Regions from separate parts of the Mus musculus genome. Here region 1 is linked to region 2. The links are chromatin contacts, called in public promoter capture Hi-C maps. All regions are on one chromosome and are shown on one strand. The core of a region is the stretch at or near the end of the contact, and the rest is flanking DNA. Distances in the headings are between cores, read along the strand shown. Region 1 has its middle 21 kb from the start of Adam19. Region 2 holds the start of Fndc9 (fibronectin type III domain containing 9).

What was found. Promoter capture Hi-C pulls out the DNA fragments that hold promoters and counts their contacts.
Region 1: a contact with region 2 is called in a promoter capture Hi-C map of trophoblast stem cells, with 4 times the contacts expected there. The contact joins the enhancer-like site here to the promoter of Fndc9 in region 2. A contact is called at or near these places in 21 of 39 promoter capture datasets (the 3T3-L1 cell line, the C10 cell line, cranial neural crest and 11 more), 12 of 484 Hi-C or Micro-C datasets (ECoMG myeloid progenitors, Th2 cells, bone marrow and 7 more), 4 of 115 datasets of contacts at active chromatin or transcription factors (embryonic stem cells, epiblast stem cells and stem cell-derived neural progenitor cells) and 2 of 9 other capture datasets (adipose tissue and liver).

What each region holds. Positions count from the first base shown.
Region 1 is chr11:46,032,619-46,036,967 of GRCm38.p6, reverse strand. It overlaps the pseudogene Gm12165. Among named protein-coding and RNA genes, the nearest start is that of Adam19, 21 kb to the left of the region's middle. Within about 2 kb of position 2,912, at least 5 of the 459 cell types and tissues checked have an H3K27ac peak or open chromatin away from gene starts, as enhancers often do. A contact at or near this core is called in group 2 innate lymphoid cells and trophoblast stem cells, where this site is marked.
Region 2 is chr11:46,233,109-46,236,913 of GRCm38.p6, reverse strand. Fndc9 (fibronectin type III domain containing 9) reads right to left here and starts at 1,357. Exons shown (of 2, transcript NM_177075.4): 1 at 1,318-1,357. The region is part of intron 23 of Cyfip2 (cytoplasmic FMR1 interacting protein 2); the gene reads left to right.

The DNA.
Region 1 (4,349 bases), core at 1,663-4,162, 200 kb after region 2:
TGTGTATCAAATTGATGCTACAACTTAACACTCTCAGCAACACTACAGGAGCTCTGATTTCTACACATGCGTATTAACACTTGTCCATTTTAGACCCTGCCAGATGAGGCACTGCAGGCCTGCTGATCCCAACTTTTTTTTTTAATATAGGTTCAGTTCTTTATTGGATTTCTTCAGAAAAGCAGTTTAGTCAAAAAGACCAGAACCCATGTCATCTTCCGATTCCTCCGACACTTCCTTCTTTGCTTCCACTTTTTCCTCATCTGGGACAGCAGCGGTGGATGGAGCAGGACCACCAGCAGGCGCGGTTTCAGCTGCTGGAGCAGGCCCACCAGCCCCTACATTGCAGATGAGGCTCCCAATGTTGACATTGGCCAGAGCCTTTGCAAACAAGCCAGGCCAGAAAGGTTGGACCTTGTCACCCGCTGCGTTAATGAGGGCAATGGTCTTATTCTCCGTGACCTTCACCTAGTAGTTCTGCAGGATGAGGATGGAGTAGATGCAGGCAAGCTCAGAGATGGAAGCCATGTTGTGAACTGCCGGCGAATGAAGTGAGGGCCTCACCCCAAAGTGGTCTTAGCTTCTTAGGAAGAACATTTATCTGGGAAGGAGAGACTGGAGGATCTGGAGTTCAAGATCATCCTTGGCCACGTAGGGAGTTGGAGGATTTATGAGACCCGATTGTAAGAAAATAGTCAAAATTTTAAGCATGTGGTAGATGGGTGCTAGAATCAAACTGTTGTTTTGGTTTTTACTCTCCTAGTGACTAATAGAATTGTAAAGTTTGTATTTTGGCTTCTAGGAAGACTGCCCAAGCCTACTTCCTAGTCTTGTGTGGGGTACTCTATTTTATTGCTTTGTTGGAGTTTTTAAAACATCTTGGCTACAGGTGTTCAGTCATGTATCTAAATACATTCTTTTACTTTCTAGAGAATCTGTTTTTTTTTTATTAAAAATATTTTAGGAATTTTCTTTATTGGTATATATTCATTGCACATGATACTGGGTTTCATAAACAATTTCTTTGGGTCTAGAGAGATGACTCAGCAGTTAAGAGCACTGACTGCTCTTCCAGAGGTTGAGTTTGATTCCCAGCAACCACATGGTGGCTCACAACCATCTGTAATGGGGTCTGACGCCCTCTCCTGGTGTGTCTGAAGAGGGCACACCAGAAGCTACAGTCTACGCGTATAAATAAGACAAGTAAATCTTTAAAAAAGAAACAAACAAAAATTTTCTTTTAAGTATAAAATATTTTACCATAGAAAAGTCTTAATAGTAATACAGGATTTATCATTTTTAATTTTTCAAATATTTTTGAGACCCATTTAGGAAATTGCTTCCTACCTCAGAATCAGAAAGCAATGTTCTATTTTCCTTAAAATAAAAATGTAGCATATTCATTTTATGTTCATTTCTTCAGTTTGTTTTCAATTAATTTTCATGGTAGGAAATCCTGTTGTGTGTGTGTGTGGGGGGGGGGGTGTCATGAATCCCAAACTGTATACCATGTCACCCTTGGCAGCCACTGAAAATTATCGGGGTGCTCTGGGGCATTTAAGGGAAATGGATTGACATTTGTTTGACATCACACAAACTGTCTGAAAAAAATCATTTCCTTTTTAAACCCTGCTGCTCTCCTATCAATGACATATTTTTTGCAAAGCTGGGTGGCTTGTATTTGGTAATTTCTGAGATTTTAAAAACTGGGAAATGAAAATGTAGTTCAGTCTGAAAATAAGAAGTGGGGGTGTGTGCCAGGCCCAACAAGAGCACAAATCTATTAGTCAGTGTGTGGTTGCTTGGAACTACAATAAAACATTATTTTTCCATCTATGTATGTCATTTTTCAAATAATTACTAAGCTGTTATGATATAAATATTAGCCAAGTTATGGCCACTTGATTACTTAATAAATGAGATTGTGAAGTCTTCCTCTTGAATAGGGGTGTCATAGAAATTATCAGGGGATTAAAGAGTGATAGAGTTTGGGAATCCGATAATCTGGGAATCACAAAATCTTGGACCACCCTCATGAATCCCACCTTGGAGTTCATGTTCTTTTTAAGGTCCCTTCCTTCAAGTACAGCTCAGGTATCAGGCAGGATGGACCCATGAGTGTGTATGTGTGTGTGTGTGTGTGTGTGTGTGTGTGTGTGTGTGTGTGTACTGTTTTTCTCATATCTGTGACAAAATACCTATGAAAAGTAACTTGAAGAAAGAGGGGTTTATTTCAACTCACACTTCAAGGGTTCACTCCATCATGGCTGGCAAAGAGTATTGACAAAAGCTGCCATGACAGAAGACTGTGGACGAGGGAGGCGGCTGGTGCTCAGTCAGGAAGCAGAGAGAGAGAAAAAGGCTAGTGCGCTCCTGCGTTCAGCTTTGTGTTCAGTCTGGGACCCCAGCTCATGGACTGAAGCTCTTCACATCCAGCCTAGGTCTTCCCACCTCAATTCAGTCTTTCTGACAGTCCTCGAGGTTTGTCTCCAGGGTGATTTTAATTCCCATTTAGTTGGTAATCAAGACCAATGTCACAATGTATGTGCTTATGTTGTTGATGACTGTAACCCTGACTTATAAAGAGGTTCTCTCTTTCTTGTTGACCCTTGGAGAAGCCCCAATGGCCTTTCTTGAGTGATTTGCTGTTGTTGGGATCAACTAGAATGAGGAGTTCTGGGCTATGATCATGAATGAGCCCACTCTTGGGAACCCTGCTTGTCTTCAGCACTTCGTGGATGCAGAGCAGAGCATCAAGGGGATCTTTCTAAAGTGAGGAGGACGCTCTGCCAGGAAGAAGTCAGATAGAGATGAGAACAATGATTGCAGGAGTCCAAGTGATAAGCAGTTTTACCCTGGGGCATAGCCCAGAGCTGCAGAGGAAGCTGTGTAGAGCTAAACGCTCAATGTGATTTCAGGGAGGTGAGGTCAATTGGGCATTTGAGGAGACAGGAGGGATGGTGTGAGCATCAGAAGAGCCAGTGAGGGGCAGAAACCAGAGCAAAAGGGATTTCCCCCCCAGTTTTTGTTTGTTTGTTTTAAAGATGGGGGTCCCCACTCTGGCTGGGCTGCAACTCACAGAAATCCTTCTCCCTCTGTCTGCTGAGTGCTGGGGTTAAAGACATGCGTCATCATCATCACCAGCTCATCAAGGAGAGGCTTCTGAGTCAGCCAAGGTGATGGGTTTTCACTCTGACTATATGAGGAATCCCAAAAGGAAGAAAGAGAAAAACACTGGGTTACCTAAGCTTCTTCAGGAAAGGGCAGTGCGTGGCCTGGACCATCAGAGAACTCTGCTGTTATGTGTTCTCTCGTACACTAGATTTCATGCCGCTCTAGGAACTGTAGAGAGAATGTATCTGGGGATCGAATCACCACCTCCACTAAACCTGTACTTTTCAACTGTTCTTCATCACGATGCTCAGGAGAGCTAGGAAGACAGTTCACGTTACTTCTCTGAATTGCTATAAAGTCTGTATCAGTCCAGTGACCTCGATTACCACTGTGATTGAGGCAGACATGACCATCTGACTTCACTATCACCAGAGCCTTGGCATCTGGCACAATGCTTTCCCTATGATCGGCCCAAGTTAGTCCTACCATTACGATTGTGAAATGCACGTTTACTGGAAAAAAAAATATAGATGGAGCTATCCAGTAAGGATTCATCTGCTTGCCGTTCTTGTTACCCGCTAATACTGACCCATGTTTATAAGCTTATAAGTTAGACAGACTGACAAAGCTGAAGTGGCAGCAGATGCTGGCAGAGGAAGAGGTGGCCAAACTGTCGTCTGATACAACAGTGGGCGCTGCATGAAGCATGGCATTTAAATAAGTCATGCCACTTCCTGGGGGCCAGGGCCACTTTCCAAGGTCCTATATCCTTTTATAGGCTGAGTAATTTCGGTGCCCTATGGGGACCATGATTCAGAGACTACAAATCAGAGGGCTTTTCCTGATGGATCAAGAAAAAAAAAAAAAAAAAAAACAATTCAAAAGAGAGAGCGAGTGCATTTGAGGAGGCAGTACTTGCCCTTAGCAGAGAATGGGCTTTGAAACCAGAAATGGTAGAAAACACACAGAGAAAAACTGGGGCTGTGATCATCTTGATGGTGCATCTGGCACAAAGAGGGGCCCCAGAAATCACTTCAGCCCATCATCTCCTTCTCGGTCCTGAAGCATAGGGGTCAGCGATACGTGCATGGCCCTTCTCTGCGCTCTCTAGAACCAGAGCTCCCCAGGGCAGGGCAAAGCCAAGGAAAACAGAACAAGAATGATGTGCCTGGAGATGAGTAGGATACAGACCGAGACTGGGGAAAGACAGCCGCCCATGGTCAGCGTTCTTGGAT
Region 2 (3,805 bases), core at 108-2,607:
TTGTTGCTACTTCATAACTGTAATTTTGCTACCGTCATGACTTGTAATGTAAATGTTTGTGTTTTCCAATGGTCGTTTGGCCCCCAAAGGGGTTGAGAACCACAGCAAATCGGCAGTTGCTGGATCCAGGCTGTGCCAGGTGGCTTCTCCCACAATAACAGACTCCATTCCCATCTTATTAATGAGCGGCCTGGAGTATCAGCTCACAGGAAGAGAGAGAACTTACCCACTTAGCCACTGTATTTCAATGCAGAGCCCCTGAGTTCAGTAATAGATTATTATTGTTGATTATTTATTATTATTATTATTATTATTAAATTATTGGTAAATGAGGTACCCTGGTTGGCTGTATGGCAGATGAGCCCTGTTCAGATTGTAAGCCTTTCAGCTTTGGTAAAGGAGAGGCATCAAGGTTTTTGGGTTTTCTTTCATTCTCTCCGATTGAGAGAAAGCTTTCCTTCTGAATCCCCCCTGATCAAAAATCTAGACAAGCGTTGCCAGGCTCTATATGTTCCGGTCTCCCTCTGCCTTCTTCTCCATTCCCCATCCCCAGCCAGAAGTGCAGATGCTGCGGAAGATTGAAATGGCAAGCGGGCACGTTCAGCCCAAAGTGAATATTAAGCCAAACTGATTTCTGTTTCTGGGCTTGTGTTGTTAGGCTAGGTGAGCCAGGGGAAAACGTAACAGCGTGAAGTAAGTTTTCAGTCCTTGGTTTCCATCTCTAAAGACAGTGACATGCTTGAGAAAGCAGCTTCCTCCTCTCCACGTGGCTGGGAATTTGCACCCAGTAAATGGGAAATACAAAAGATGAGGCAGGGGTGTACAGAGCCTCCCAGAGATGGCTTTCAGAAGGAAACGGACTTACTCTCCCTCGGGTCTCTTGATGTATGCCCACCTCCCCACCCAGGGACCTACATACCCAACAAACACACTTCCAACCTCCGTAAGTGGGCGGAATTCATACCCTGTTAATACACAGGCGCCCTGTAAGGCCCTCCCATCGGGGTGATCGGGCATCCTGTCCTTGTACACATACCTCCCCTTCTGCTTGCCTCCCCCCTGCTGCTGGCCATCTTATAGCCTGGGTTCCCTGCAGCAGACGTTTCTAAGAGCTTCCACCGAGACTGCTTCTACAGCATCTCCAGCTTCCAGGGACAAATCCATCTCTTCGTATTTATTTTTTTTTTTCTCCCCGTCTTCTGTTTTTAAACTCTTCCCATTTTTAGCTATCCAGTCCCCACAGCCTGGCCCCTCTCCAGGCAGAGTGTGAAAGGAAAAGCCATTTTTATTTCCAAGACAGCCATCCATGCCTCTTACCTGATGCTCGCAGTGTGTCTGGTATAGACGTCTCCCCTCTGAGCCGGAGCGGACCGGATCCCAGGTGACGAGCTTCTCCCTCTTCTCCCTCCTCCGCACCAGGCTCTCCTTGATGTTTCTCACTCACCACTGAGTAATCCCACTGTCGCCCCCAACGCTCACATTATTCATTCTTCAGATCAGCATCATTCACCATGGCAACCAGCAGGCATCTACGCACAATGCTTTCAGGGACCAGTCTGAGTAGGCTTTTGCCAGTGAAAGGAGCTTTGGTTCCTTCAGCAAGAAACGAGCAGGTTGAAAAATTTTGCAGGTTGATCCCCAAGATAGCACATTCTTCTAGTGCTTGTGTATTTTCTCTGTAGTTGGCGCTCTCTCTCTCTCTCTCTCTCTCTCTCTCTCTTCAGGTACACATGTTCATGTCATACCTATGTAGAGATCAGAAGGCAGCCCTTAAGTGTCATTTCTCCAGAACCGTCTACTCTCTGTTTGAGACAAAGTCTCTCATGAGCCTGGAATTTGCACCCAGCAGGCTAAGGCCAGCTGGCCAGTGAGCTTTGCAAGCTCTGAGGTACAAAGGCACACCCCCGTGTCTGGCATTTTTATGTGGGTTCTGGGGATTGAACTCAGGTCCTGAGGCTCCTTGAGGTAAGGGGTTTACTGCTGAGCCATCTTGAAGGCTGACCAGTGATCATTGTCTTACTCCATCTCCATCTGTGGATAGTGGTTTCAAATGCAAAGATGCCCTTCGGTTCTGTGGCGAACTTGTCCCCTCCTTTCCTGTCCCACTTCCCCCCTGGAAATTCTCCCCCTCCTTCCTCTCATTTCCTGCAGTGCCTCTACATGATGGTTCTGGGCGAGATTCTTGTATTGCCTGGATCCCAGTTCCTTCAACTCTAAAGCTTCGAACACCTCAGGGGCAAAACACGGGTACCAACATTTCAAATACCCTTGTCAAGATTGCTCAACCATTATCTCCCATGGACTGGTGGTCCCTCAACATGAACTTTAGAGCATGGCTTTAGAAGTAGAGCCTTCATGGGTGTTAATTAGTTAAGGATCGCGAGATGAAATCACCCTTGATCACTTCTATGGAGTCTTTCTAAGAGAATGAACGTTTGAACCCATGGAGACACACACACAAGAGGAGGCCATGTGGAGGCAGAGGCAGGAGTGGAAGCAATGGATCCATGAGCAGCGGGCGGGGATAGGGGATGGGGATGGGGGGACGGGACAGGGGAGCTGTCCTGCAGACGTGCTGATTTCAGGCTTCCTGTCCACAGAACTGTGTGAGAAAGCATCCTGTCACTTATGAGCCACCATGTTTGTGCCAGTCTGTCACAGCATTCTAGGAATACAGCACATCTCCCCTCCTGGCTGAGCTCACACTCAGCCTTGGAGTTCTGAGCACAGACATATGAATGAACGGCTGCTTGCCAGCCAGCCAGCCAGTCAGCCAGTCAGTCAGTCAGTCACCTGGAACTGACGCGAGAAATGGAAGCTGCTTAGTGTTCCTGGGGCAGATGGGACCCAGTCTGCCTTGCCTTTGAGGACTCCTGAATTTTCTGTTTATCCCAACAAATTCCTTCCTGGTCTCCTCAACATTACAAAAATATCTCACTGTCATCTGTCCAAGAGCCTGGACATGTCTGAATGGAGGGTGAGATGAGTTCTAAATTTGTGTGTGTGTGTGTGTGTGTGTGTGTGTAGTGTTCTGGTGTATGTGTGCAGATGGGTGTGACTATGTGTGTGTCCGTGTGGATGCCAGAAGCTGATAGTGGATATCAGATGACTTCTCCAATCACTATGCACCTAATCTATCGAAGCACGGTCTCTTAGTTGAACCTAGAACTCGCTGATTTCACTGTTGTACACTAGCTAGCTAGCTCCTGCCTCACTCGGCCTTCTGGGATTACACACAGACCATGTTTGTCCAGCATTTACTAGATGCTAGAGTTCTAAACCCAGCCCTCTCGACTACATGGTAAATGCTTTACCCTGGGAACCCTGGATTTTACATAATAGACACATACACACACCCCTTCATGCCCTTGTCTTTTAGTGCCTGGCTACGATGGACCTCACATGTACATATATGCTTCCATCTTTATGGAAACTAAAAAGTTAATTTCAAGGAAAAGAACGCAATGGTCACATGAGCCTGGAGAGAGTAGGAGACAGAGGCACAGTAGGAAAGGTGGCATTGAACATGAGGAATAACTCCTAGCGCTCTGTAACACGGCAGGATAGCTATGGTTGACAGCAATCCATCGTTTCAGAGTAACAATAGAGGATTTTGAATGTCCTCAATACATAAATGTCTGAGGTCATGGATATGTCAGGCCTCACTGTGATCTGTATGCGCTGAATGTCACGCCGCTTCCCATAAATACGTACAATGCCTATGCATCAGTTAAAGATAAAATACAGTTTCAAAAGTCAGCTTCCTCCTTGGTTCTTGGACAAAGCATCCAAGACAAGCTATGAA